Linked DNA regions of Hordeum vulgare: all the other regions are linked to region 1. Evidence: chromatin contacts called from public Hi-C data. All regions are on one chromosome and are shown on one strand. Each heading gives the region's core, a stretch centred on a gene start, on an enhancer-like site or on the middle of the called end of the contact. The rest is flanking DNA. Distances are from core to core; before and after follow the strand shown.

The links. A called contact is a pair of places that touch in the nucleus more often than the background predicts.
Region 2: a Hi-C map of leaf shows a contact between it and region 1, with 2.4 times the contacts expected there. The contact joins the promoter of LOC123451209 here to the promoter of LOC123451190 in region 1. A contact is called at or near these places in 3 of 6 Hi-C or Micro-C datasets (leaf and seedling) and 1 of 1 datasets of contacts at active chromatin or transcription factors (embryo).
Region 3: a Hi-C map of leaf shows a contact between it and region 1, with 2.0 times the contacts expected there. The contact joins the enhancer-like site here to the promoter of LOC123451190 in region 1. A contact is called at or near these places in 2 of 6 Hi-C or Micro-C datasets (both in leaf) and 1 of 1 datasets of contacts at active chromatin or transcription factors (embryo).

What each region holds. Positions count from the first base shown.
Region 1 is chr1H:505,558,696-505,562,813 of MorexV3_pseudomolecules_assembly, forward strand. LOC123451190 (CTP synthase-like) reads right to left here and starts at 1,726. Exons shown (of 20, transcript XM_045128201.1): 1 at 1,406-1,726; 2 at 206-285. The coding sequence starts at 1,523.
Region 2 is chr1H:505,779,778-505,783,895 of MorexV3_pseudomolecules_assembly, forward strand. LOC123451209 (ketol-acid reductoisomerase, chloroplastic) reads right to left here and starts at 2,062. Exons shown (of 10, transcript XM_045128222.1): 1 at 1,504-2,062; 2 at 1,309-1,401; 3 at 1,011-1,076; 4 at 551-691; 5 at 78-305. The coding sequence starts at 2,028.
Region 3 is chr1H:505,689,881-505,693,998 of MorexV3_pseudomolecules_assembly, forward strand. No RefSeq gene overlaps it. Among protein-coding and RNA genes, the nearest start is that of LOC123451200, 68 kb to the right of the region's middle. Within about 2 kb of position 2,326, at least 3 of the 3 cell types and tissues checked have open chromatin away from gene starts, as enhancers often do. A contact at or near this core is called in leaf, where this site is marked.

The sequences.
Region 1 (4,118 bases), core at 476-2,975:
TTATCTTGTACTAGGTGTAGAGGTGGCATTTTGTTATCCATGGTTGGTTGGTGCACTTTCTGAAATTCCTTGATAACCCAAATACACTTGAGTATTTCAGAGTGAGCCCCCAAATAAGCTTGTGAGAAGTGGTTTAGTACAGTTTATTAGAGTGGTTTAGCACTGAGAGGTTGATGGTGAAGCAGCAGCTAGTGGTAATGGGTACCTCGCCGCCGTCTTCGAGGACGAAGACCTCGCCGTGCTCGAAGGGGGACATGGTTCCGGCATCGGTGTTGAGGTACGGATCTGCACATCACATGGGCATGGCAGTGAGAAAATAAACAAGATGGCCGTTGGTGAGTGCAGATTATTATCATCTCGTTATTATACTAATCTAGAGGAAGGATTTGTTAAAGAACTAGTGCTACTGCTAGACCCAAGATGCACAGTACATGACAGATAGGACAAGGGAAAATACAGTTTTTTAGTGGTACTAACACTAACAAAGATTAAACAAGTAGACCCAAGAAAGGTTCATGGCACTTGGCCCGGGTCAAGAGACAGAAAGTTTGAGCTAGCCTTTCAAAACAAGAGAAAAGTTTGGGTTGAGACAAAAAATCTGCCTGAGCGAGCAGAGCACGAGGTGCCAAATTTGACCCGGATTACCGGCCCATCCCCATGTCATGTTATATACTATATAAAATACACCTGACAAGTGAGAGGAGTTCATGTGTCTCAAGGAACCCGGACAGTGACACTGGCCGACATACAACTGCAAAGTATCAGAGATTCTCCAAAGCCAACGCACCCAAAACGAAAACTTAACCTCAAGACAGTTGCTGTTTGTTTAGTGGAGTAGCATAACAAATGAAACAGAGGAAAAAATTCGAAATAAATACTACTATCAAGAACGCCGTACTATATATGAAACCTATCTATCTTGTGAATGAAACACATAAAGCATCAAGATTCAAGGCTGTTGTTTGTAAAAAATGAACCTGCAGGGTGCATGCATTTTGCTCTGTTTTTTGGGGACGGGAGTTGGTTGATTCTGCGATCTGGGAAGAAGGAAACCGTACGTACCGGTAATTAACCTAACTAGCTAGCTAGCTAGAAGTAGTTAGTTAAGAAACTAGGAGTAGATGCTATGGTACCGGTGGTTTTGAAACTTGGAGATTGGAGTGGACCAAGAACAGAGAAAAAACAAAGAGGAGGACACGTTGGTGCGCTGCGAGATCACGTGGTCGCCATTACCGAGGAGCAGAGCCGAGCAGACGGCCGTTGTTTTCTTTTCTTTTCTTTTTACCTCCGTCTCTCTCTCTCTCTCTCTCTTCCGGTTTTGAGTTTTTGACCGGCGAAGGAAAGGAAAGGAAAGAAATGGGGAACCGGCGGCGGGAGAAGCGGGCGGAGAGGAGGAGGCGGTTACCGATCTTGATGGAGGTGACGCGGAGGCCGCAGGCCTTGAGGAGCACGCCGATGCTGCTGGCCGTCACGCCCTTGCCCAGCCCGCTCACCACGCCGCCGGTCACCAGCACATACTTCATCTCCACGCGCCGGTCACTCCCCGCACTGGCACCCAGCTCCTGCTGCCGCCGCCTTCTTCGGGAGGGGGGGTCGAGGAATGGGAGAGGAAGTGGGCGAGGTTTTTGGTTGGGAGATGGAATGAGAGGGGAGGGAGGAGGAGGGCTCTGTTAAATAGAAGCCGGGAGAGGTAGGCGGGGACAAACCACCGATTCCCTCTCTCCCTATCTCTCCCTCTCTATCTCCCTACCGTAACTGAAAGTATGGCGCCTCAAAAAAAAAAAAAAAAAAAAAAAAGCGCAAGGCCCTTTCAACCCTCCCTACGGTTCCTGTCAAAATCCAACGGATGGCACATAATTTATCCAGGGAAAATCTAAGGGCCCCCGGAGGACCACATCTGATCCGTGTGTTTTTTTATTTTCAAATTTTATTAGGTTTGTGCCTTTTTTTTTTCTTTCCCTCACCCGCCGCGCCACTGGCCTCGGGTCGCGATTAATCAATGGCTTGATTGTTTCGATACTATGTTTGATCGGTTCGAGTGCGCGGGAATTTTAGTTCAATTTTTTGGTCGGTCGGACGCGCAAAAGCCGCGGCTGGATCGAGCTTCCCCTCTTCTTTGTTGTTTTGCTGAAGGGTGTCACATAAGTTGTTTGTAGTTCTTGTGGGTGCGTAGGGATTGATCTAAAATATTAGGGAGTCCGTGTTCACGTGTTTATGTATGATATGTGAACTGTATGAACAAATTTTAATCCCCTTTTCCGATGTGCAGCATATAGAAGAGATGATTGATCCCCAAGCTTTCACCGTTACAAGAGCCTACATTTCTTTGGAAAAAGGGTCACAAGAGCTGACATGTGACTGCGCACAACAACGTCGTCCATTCATTGAGTGTGGCTTGGGCTTTGTACAATTGAAGTGGTGGTTTTTTGTATGATACGAATAAAATTAACTTTTTTTGTGTCAATGAGAATCTTGCTGCCTCGAGACCAATGGTTGATAGCAGTCCCAAAAAGACTCAAGTGGGAAGTTTTCATTTGCAACTCTGGGAAAGACACTTAGCCACATTCACAAAGAATTTATTCTGAATGTACACTCATTTCCATATGTCGGGCATTAACAAGTAAATTTCTATATTCCTCCCCTCTTACAGTCATGGGCTGGTTTGCTTGAGAATACAAGGGGAATCATACTTCCATCTAAAGTGTATGCAAAAGCTGGATTATATTCCCTAGCTGTTCCACTCACCTAAGTGTCATGACTTCTCCAATTGTCTCTTGCAACATGCACCGTTAAGGAGAGAAGTGATGAATGCCAAGTTTTCGCCATCATGGGATCCTACACAGGAGCAACGTCACCGTTCGTTTCCGCTCGCAACATTGCCACCGTTCATTCACCACGAGTGTGGCTCAGGCTTTGATTGAAAAGATGGTTTAAGTGTAGCAAGAATAAACCTAACTATCAAAGGTCAAATTAAGGCAATAAAGATCAACACACACCCCAAAGACAACTTTGTTGTGTCAAACGAGAATCTAACTATCGTGACCACTTGTTTACACTAGTCTCATAAAGACCCAAATAGGAAGTTTTTCATTCGTGACTTTGGGGTAGAGGTCTAGACACCTATCACCAGGAATTTATTCCGTCCGGCATTGACGCGTCTTACCGCACATTTGTTGCAATTCTCGTTTCCATTTGCCCGGCAAGAAAACATAAATATTCCTCCCCTCTTACTATCAAAACCTGATTTCACTTAAGAATACTACGGGAATCATACTTCCATCAAAAGTGCCTGCAAAATTTCCTAGTTGTTCGACTTGCATGTGTGTGGTGAAGCATCATGACATCTCCAACCATCGTTTCCAACATGCACTGCGAAGGATAGAAGCGATGAACGGCGAGTTTTTGCCAACTCTAGAGCCTACACGATGGATATGACTGTGTGTGGCCACTCAAACAACTGCCACCGTTCATTCACCGTGAGTGCGGCTTGGGTTTTGCGTGATTGAAAAGATAGTTTAAGTATGATAGGAATAAACCTAACTATTAAAGCTCGAATTTTGATAACAAAAAACAAACCTCAAAAGATAACTTTCCTGTGGCAATGAGAATCTCGCCATCGCGGCCACTTGTTGACACTAGTCTTATAAAGACCCAAGTAGGAAGTTTTCATTCGCGACTTCGGGGCGGAGAACTAGCCAACTTTCGCCAAGAATCTATTCCTTCTCGACATTCCCAGTCTGAATGTACATATGTTTCGAGTCTCGTTTCCCATTGTCGGGCATTATTAATAAGAAAAAGAAAAAAAATCCATATTCCTTCTATTTTACTATCACACCTGATTCCCCTTGAAAATCCAAAGGGGGTCATACTTCCATAAAAAAACTCAAAAGCTGGCTGATATATATTCCCTAGCAGCTGGCCGATCGATTGACTTAACTGCATGACTAAGTGTCATGCATGGAATAATCAAGGCCATCATCGGTGTATGCAACTAAGCAAGCACCAGTACACACTTCGTGCCTTTCTAGCTAGCTAGGCTTGCCCCCATGGCGAATCCGATTCTGAGATGGCATTCGTTCGCATCAGCAAATCATGTACTGCACGCCCTCAGCTCAAAC
Region 2 (4,118 bases), core at 812-3,311, 220 kb after region 1:
ACAAAGGTGCTCAGTCCATAGCTGCATCTCTTCACACCAAATTGATACTAGAAAAGAAGTCTGGCAAAATACCATACCTGGTGAACAGCAAAGCTAGCGTTGATGCCAGCACCGTTTACTTCCTTGCCCTGAACATACAGTCTCCGAACCGACGGGCCCATTCCCTTGGGACATACAGCAACCACGCTGATGTTCTTTGGGAAATCAAGGCCATGTGATTGCAAATGACCAAGGAGAAACCCATGAGATAAACCAAGAATGCTGTTTGGTTTCATGTGAGAGAAGATCTTCTCATAGTTGTCTGCCTGCAGAAAGTAAATGAGAACTTTAATTACAAGGATAGAATAAAGTGATGGTGGGAATCGTCAAATGTATCATGCAGGGAATGATAGATAGTATGCTCCAGATCGAACATGCAGGTTAAATATAATAATTAATTAAAACAACAGGATGCAAAGTAACATCATCCTGAAACTAAGCCAAATCTAAACAAACACTTAACAAAGGAAAGCTGAAAATCACGCAGAAAGCTGGTGAGCATGATGCGCACCTGTGCAGAATCTGAGATCAACAGCAGCACAAGGTCGCTGCCTGAAACTGTCTCCCATATGTCCCCCAATGTTCCGTCCTCCTCAGTGAATCCAGCACCACGTGCTTCCTCAAAAGACTTGGAACCTTTCCTGAGACCAATCTGAAACCAAAAAGACAGCCTATTTGAACAACTGACATTTATACTGCCAAAGTACATACTACCAAATGGCGCAGAATATAAGCTGTCACATAATTTGCATATTCCAATTTGTATAGCACCAAATTTTCACTTTAAGCAAGAACAAGTGATAAAACAGTGCCCGGTGCAAGTTATTATAAAGCTGAAGAAAACAATAAACATTAGCTGTGGGTGTTCGCTCAGGGCTGCAAGCCAAAGCTTCAGAACTTTTTCACTTAACAGACAGTGAAAACTCAATCCCATGTCTGAAGCTGGATACTACTACATGAGGATAGCTAACCTTGACGACGATGTCAGACTTGGCTTCCACCAAGGAATCCCTCAGGTTCTGGGCCTGCGCCGGACCCTGCAAAAGCACCATGAGAAATCTCTATTAGAGCCAGCGCACGGACCTGCAGACTCCTCTGAACCCAAACAGCAGCAGAGCAGAACAAATCTGTGTGAAATCGGTCGGTCCGTTTGACCGCATCGAGTGATGTGCTCATCCAAGCACAGTCTCAAGTAGCAGTGGAGTAGACAGTCATGGTAAATCGAGAGAGAGAGAGGAGGGGGGGCAAAGGGGAAGGTGGAGAGTGGACCTGTGAGCCCCATCCGATGACCCCGATCTGCTTGACGCCCTTGAAGGCCTCCGGGAGCAGCGGGAAGAGGTTCCGCCCGCCCCTGACGATGTACTGCGGGCAGCACAGGAAACGGATAAATCGTGAGAAATTAGAGCGGAAAGCAGCCGCAGGGGAGACGGGAGACATGAAAAGCAGTGGGGGGGTGCGGGGTACCTCCTCGTGGCCGGCGAGGGAGACCTTCTCCTTGTTGAAGACGGCGGTGTCGAAGTCGAGCGAGGGCATGGCGGCGCCGACCTTGGCCGGGGCCGCGACCATGGCGGCGACCGCCCGGCGGCGTGTGAGGGCGCATGCGGGGTGCGAGGCGGCCGGGGAGAAGGCGACGGAGGATGAGATGGACGAGGAGCCTCCGGCGGCGGCTAGGGTTTTGGGGTGGGGGAAGGGGGCGAGGGTGGAGGAGGTGGGCGCCGCCATCGTGGGTGCCGCGTCTCTCTGCGGAGCCAAGGGCTGCCCTCTGCTGTGCTGCTGCGGCCGGGGAGGTTGGTGAGGTGCGGTGCGGGTGACCTGGCTGGATGGATGGGTGGATTTATACGGCCCGCCTGGCGCCTGGCCGTCCGATGCTCCCGACGGCCGCGATGCGCTCACAAGCGCGGCTCCTCTGTCGTGTAGTCTGGAGTCACGTGCACGGGCAGTAAATATGTTTCGATTTCTGGTGGTTTGCGCCTCGCACGTTGCTGGCATGGAGATGCGCGCGCGCGCGCTGCAGTCAAGCGGCTCGACGCGCTCCTCCTCTTTGGCCTCGGCTCGGAGGCTGGCCGCCGGTGAGGGGGGTTGCTGCCAACAGTGGGCAACCGGATCTGGACGGTACAGCAGCAGCACCGGCAGTGGGTGTCAGCGTCGGACAGTCGCCGTCCGGCGGCATCTCGGCACGTATCCTCCTGTTGGACACACGGATCCGCTCTGAAAGCCACACCGGAAAGGGCCGGCCCATCAACTTTTTTCCGAGGAAGTGCCGGCCCATCAACTTTTTCCCAAGGAAGTGCCGGCCCCTTGTGGACCAAACACTCCTCCTACTCGCTTTTGATTTCAAATAAATAAATGAATGACATGAACACGTCCATATTGGTTTCCACTAGTTAGGGTTTCTCATCTCGAGACTCGAGAGTGCCTCCGTACAATTCTCCCGATCTGGGACTCAAGGGAAACGATAGTTGATGAATATTCGAAAAATTGCTTGCATGCATTTTTTCTTAAACCTCGAGGCAACTGAAGATGAGGATGGAGTTGATCCTTTCGAAAAAGATCGTAGAGCTATATTGTAATTTACTTTACTGTTTTGTAATCTTTCCTTAAATCTAGTAAATGCGTGCGTGTACACACACGTTAATATTAGGCGGAATATTAATTGCAACTGGATATTTCATATGATCTCAATTTCTAAGGAGCAAGTCTGCGGTCATGATGATAGGTTTGGTAGCCGGTGTGTATCGGTTTATTTTCGTCACTCTTTTCATCTTTGTCGGATTTTTTTCCTACTCTCCTTCCACCAACATCTATGAGTAGAATGCCCGTACTTGTTACAGGCTTTTCAAAAAATCTATGGTTACATATATAAACATAAGGACTATGATAACGTCCAGTCGACCGGACGTTAGCGACAAATTCGGACGATCGTAACCCATCTCCCTCTCGCGACCCGCACGCTCGATTCCATCGATTTTTTTTCTTCTCTCGAAAACCATATACATCAATATTAAATCTTTTACTTTGAGCCCAATAATCAACTAAGGCACCTTTAGTTGTTGTCTATTGTAGATAAACAATGTTATTTGAACCTTTCTTGTTTCTGCCATATGAGAAAAAATAATAAAGATTGGCTTGATAACTTTGGTATGGCGAGCGTGATAAATATAGTATGAGCAACATGATAATTACACCATGATAAGGGTGGTAACTACAGTACGAGAAGGTTAAAGCATGGGACAGTTATCATGTATACTGTGTGTATAGCACCTTGCAATTAACAAAAAAAATATCAGGGGTATGTTTTCAAACAACCCATCCCGAATCATAGTTACCATGTTGTTTGTGGATGAGTTATCAGTTTGGTTTGTGCGCATGTTAACATGCTTTTTACACACAATTCACCATGTATTTTTTCAACACCCCCACCACAAATCAAAAATAGTTATCATGTCTCGGCTAAGTAAGTTATCAATGCCGGTGTGTGTAAATTACCATAATAGAGACATGAGTTACCAGAAAAGGGTGGTTCAACACTTTTTTCCCTCGTCAAAAAATTACCACATCTAAGTAAATTATCAGCTCTATTGTGCATATATTGTGCGTGGAGCACCTTGTTATTAACACAAAAGTTATCGAGGGTATGTTTTCAAACAACCCATTCCGGATCAAAGTTATCATGTTGTTTATGGGTCAGTTATTAGTTTGGTTGTGCGCATGTGATCATGCTTTTTATACATAATTTATCATGTAATTTTTCAACAACCCCCATAGTTACCATCTCTCGGCTAAGTAAGTTATCAACCCTAATATGTGTAGATTAGCATGCTAGTAGACATGAGATACCAGGAAGGGCGGTTCAACAACTTTTTTCCCTAGTCAAAAAATTACCACATTTCGGCTAAGTAAATTATCAGCTCTATTGTGCGTATATTACCATGTTAATTTTTCATATAAGTTACCGGTGTATGTTTGTCAACAACTTTTTTCTTGGGTCAAAAGTTATCACGATGTTTGTGCATGAGTTATGAGCCACGATGTGCGTGTATTATCACGTATTTTATATGGAAGTTATCAGGGTATGTAAT
Region 3 (4,118 bases), core at 1,076-3,575, 130 kb after region 1:
CTTTTCCATTGGAGTCCTTTGCTCTGGAGTTCTGCTCAACACTCAGATGGCCGATGATGTCCTCTACTGAGAACTCACGCCTCTGATGTTTCAGAGTAGTAGCAAAGTTCCTTCAGGAATTAGGAAGCTTAGCAATTATACAGCTCGCGACAAACTTGCGCGGCAAATTGCACATAAGAACCTCAAGTTCTTTAGCTATGCATATTATCTCATGAGCCTGTTTCAATATAGAACGGTTGTCAACCATCTTGTAATCGTGGAACTGCTCCATAACATACATCTCACTCCCAGCATCGGTGGCCCCAAATTTAGATTCGAGCGCCTCCCACAAGTCCTTAACAACATGCATATGTAAATATGCATCAACCAGCTTATCTCCGATCACGCTAATGACTGCTCCAAGGAATAGGACGGTGGCCTCCTTAAACATCTTGTCCTGTTCAGGAGTGATAGTTTCCGTAGGAGTGACACCGGCTACCCAGAACACGTTCATAGCCGTGAGCCATAAGGTGGTTCTCGTTTGCCAACGCTTGAAAAAAGTACCGGTAAACTTATCCGGTTTCAGTGCAACAGCAAAACCATTACTCGAAAAATTCCTACACACATTAGGTTTTTGGATTGTTGAGTAAATAGATAATTTTCCGAGTAGATTAATCCATGAAATAATTACTAACATGGCATTGACTAGATTCATGACATACTGATCACGGAGTATATTAGCAAGTACTACGCATATAGCAGAAACATCTACGCATATAGGCAGTACTACTAGTGCACACAGAAACAGGAGAGAGATAAACATATCATACCCTCCGATCGACCAATTGGTCGTAGCAGCAGCGGTGGCAGCGGCATCATCCTCTGCTGCCTTCTTCTCGGCTTCGGCCTTCTCGCGGACGAGACGGTCAGCTTCGCTTGGTGAAGACATGCTGATGACGAGGGCGACGCGGACGTAGATGAAGCAGACGGACGGAGGCGAGTAGTCGCGTGATCGCTCCCCAAAAACCTAATCGCCCCTCTCTCGTACAGGAACCAGAGAGACGGGGTTTCGGAGGCCTGCTCTCCCGTCGACCGTGTACGCGGTAAACGGGACGGAGTCGCCGGCGACATCAGCAGCAAAAGGAACGAACGCGTGAGGCAGATGCGATCTGATTCTCGTGACGGCTAGGGTAGGCGATAGCCTGCTTATAAAGGCGGCTCGGTGGAGAGACGTGGGCCGAACCCACGTCCGAGTCGGTAACAGCCCACGATCCGACGTCTCGGATCGTGCCGTGTCCGTTACGTATTCTTCGTTCCTGACCGACAAAAATAAGCGCGTAGGTATGAGCTCGGCTCGGCTAATTCCCGCAACCCGCGGCGCGACGAGGCGTGGCGTGGCGAGGAGGAGTGCGCGAGGGCACTTTCTCTTCTCACTCTCCAATAGCATGTGGAAGAGAGACCCTTATAAAGGGGTCCAACTTATTCTCCACTAGCGGGGTGGGACTAAACTTCCCACCACCTTGTCATGCCACCACCTACATGGGTCCTTGGAGATTTTTCTAAAATTCCCTAATGGGCCTAAAGCCCACTACCAATTTCAACAGTTTATGTGGGTCAGAATGAGCCAGCATAGGCTGGTCCGATGTGGCAGCCGTGTCTGAGCATCGTTATATCCGACCTACATTGGGTTCCGTTTTAGGCATGGAGGACAGTCCAAATATTTGAGCTAGGATTTAAAGGGTCCATTAGATCCGAAAAAGCAGAGCGGCACCCGGGCTCCAGTGAGCCCGGTATATTTTTTTTACGAAAATACCATTTTCACATACTAAAAAAATGTGAAAAAAGCATATACATGGATACGTATTTGTAATATACGTGTATAAATTTTCACTAATGTTTATGTTTTTATGTAGCGTATAAAAAAAGACAAATACACAGATTAAAATGGGCCTTATTTTTGTTGTATTTGGGCCAGATTGTTATCTTTTTTGTGTAGAATGCAAAAAAGCCAAATTACTTGATGAAACTTTTTACATACTAAACTACCATGTATATATATTTATATAAAAAAATTGATATTTTTCGAAGCTTTTAAATATATATTACTTTTTTTTTTTGAAATATCAGGCTCACTAGAGCCCGGCCTCTGCAACGCCGCACTCCCGTTAGATGCAGTCTTTTGATCCAGATAGATTGTGACATGTCCGTTGGAAGAAATGAGAAAAAGCAGGGGCCGGTTGTAGATGCTCTAACAACTAAGAGCCACCGCGCGTGCATACAGTCCAACCGCCCAAATCAGTCATATAAGTGTGCTAGGTAGCTTTCCGGTCATCGCTCAGTTGCACCCTCAAACGTGTGCGCCCCCGGTTGGTCCACCTGTCCGCCGAGTCACGGTCCACACATCCCTATAGTATCCCGTCGGGGCCGGCCGGCTGGTTAGTGATCACAACATCTCGACAACCACCGGATCGTTCATCGGAGGTTCCCAGCGCGTTTCTTAATCCCGAGCCCGATCCGTCGGGATCGCGTCGGCGCATGTCGTGACCCCGATGGCCCCGCACACATGCACACACGTACGTCTCGGACGCTGTGGCCGGCGGTGCATCCATTCCCATTCCCTGGTGACGTCCCCCGGCCATGACCGAGATATATAGGTCGTCGTCGTCCGGCCCCGCCGTGCGTCAGTCAGCGTGGTCGGTAGCTAGCTGCGCATGCAGGGTCGATCGATATCGTGCTCGGGGAGTGTGGGTCAGTGGGTCGACCAGTGTTTGGAGACGCGCTAATGATGCGGTTTTTATATCGTTCTTCCGTAAAGTGATCGAGGATGATGCGGATATATTAGTGCCGGCGAGATCCCTTTCTAAACCAGCACGCGCACGCGACGCGGTGGATAAGTGAGTGGGGAGACAAGTGAAGTCATGCATGGCCTCTTGTATAATACATAATGCTGTTGTTCTAGTACTAACTAATTTGCTACCATTCTTTAATTTCACTACGTACTTGTAGGTCTCAATTATGATGTGCATCGCGAACCAAACGTGGCACGATGCTCGCGTATTTCTGTTTTTATTTCGGTCTGTTTATCTATGTACTTTCATTGGTAGGAGATATTATCATCGACTACAAAAACGTGTGTGATCACTAGCTAGCTACGATCTTAGGTTTCAATTATGTTTGTTTCCTGCGGGACAGGTTTCAATTATGATGGGCATCGTGCCACGTAGAAAATCTCTGTTTATAATAAAATAAATAAGAAAACTTTGTTATTGCATGTCCGTGCTCGATCGCGGCAAAAGTCATCATCTACCCACCGATCATCTAGGTAAGTGAGTAAATTGTCATGTCAGTATGTCACTCTAATGCCTCGTCACCCACCTAAGTGCATGCAGCCGGCTCAGTTAAACCCTAGGCACGCACGCACGCACGCACGACTTTTACCCGGACAATCGATCGATCCTTGCTACCGGCGGTGAGTACCGGCTCAACCAAACTCTAACTATGATCGGCACTACGTACGTACGTACTACAAGTCGGTGGTGGATGCAACGTAGCGAGCACTGTACACGTGAGATAATTGATTGATTAGTGCAACTGACGTCCCGTCATTTTAGGTGTGACGTCGACGACCGACTCCTCTGCTAACCGTCTACACACACGTGTCGGGCGGTCGACGCGGGGCATCTACGCTACGTATAGTACGAACCGCTCCACGCCCACCAGAAACACCTAACTTTTCCATAACCGGCCGGCAGTTAGGGACCCAGAAACCATGGACAATGGCCGTGACCACGACGTGCCGAGACGGATAGCCCGATGCCTCGATTGATCGCGCCCCTCACGTACTGCTACGTGTCGATCCGGTGGGAGTTCGTGCGTAAGTGTCGCCGTACGTGGCGAACGTCCGTGGAGGCTGGAGCTGAGCGCCGGCCATTGGACCGGCCTGACACTTGGCGGCGCAGCGTTGGGCGGGCCGGACCTCGGTGGGACACGCGGCGCCGTCGCCGTGGGTGGGGTTTCGCCGTTGGCCGTAGCTCTTGGCTGGGTTGGCCGGCTAACGTGCGCACGTACGTGCCGCCGCGCGCGCGCATGGTTTGAACTTGGCAAGCGTCGCCGGCCGGCATCGTCCACTTTTCGGCGAC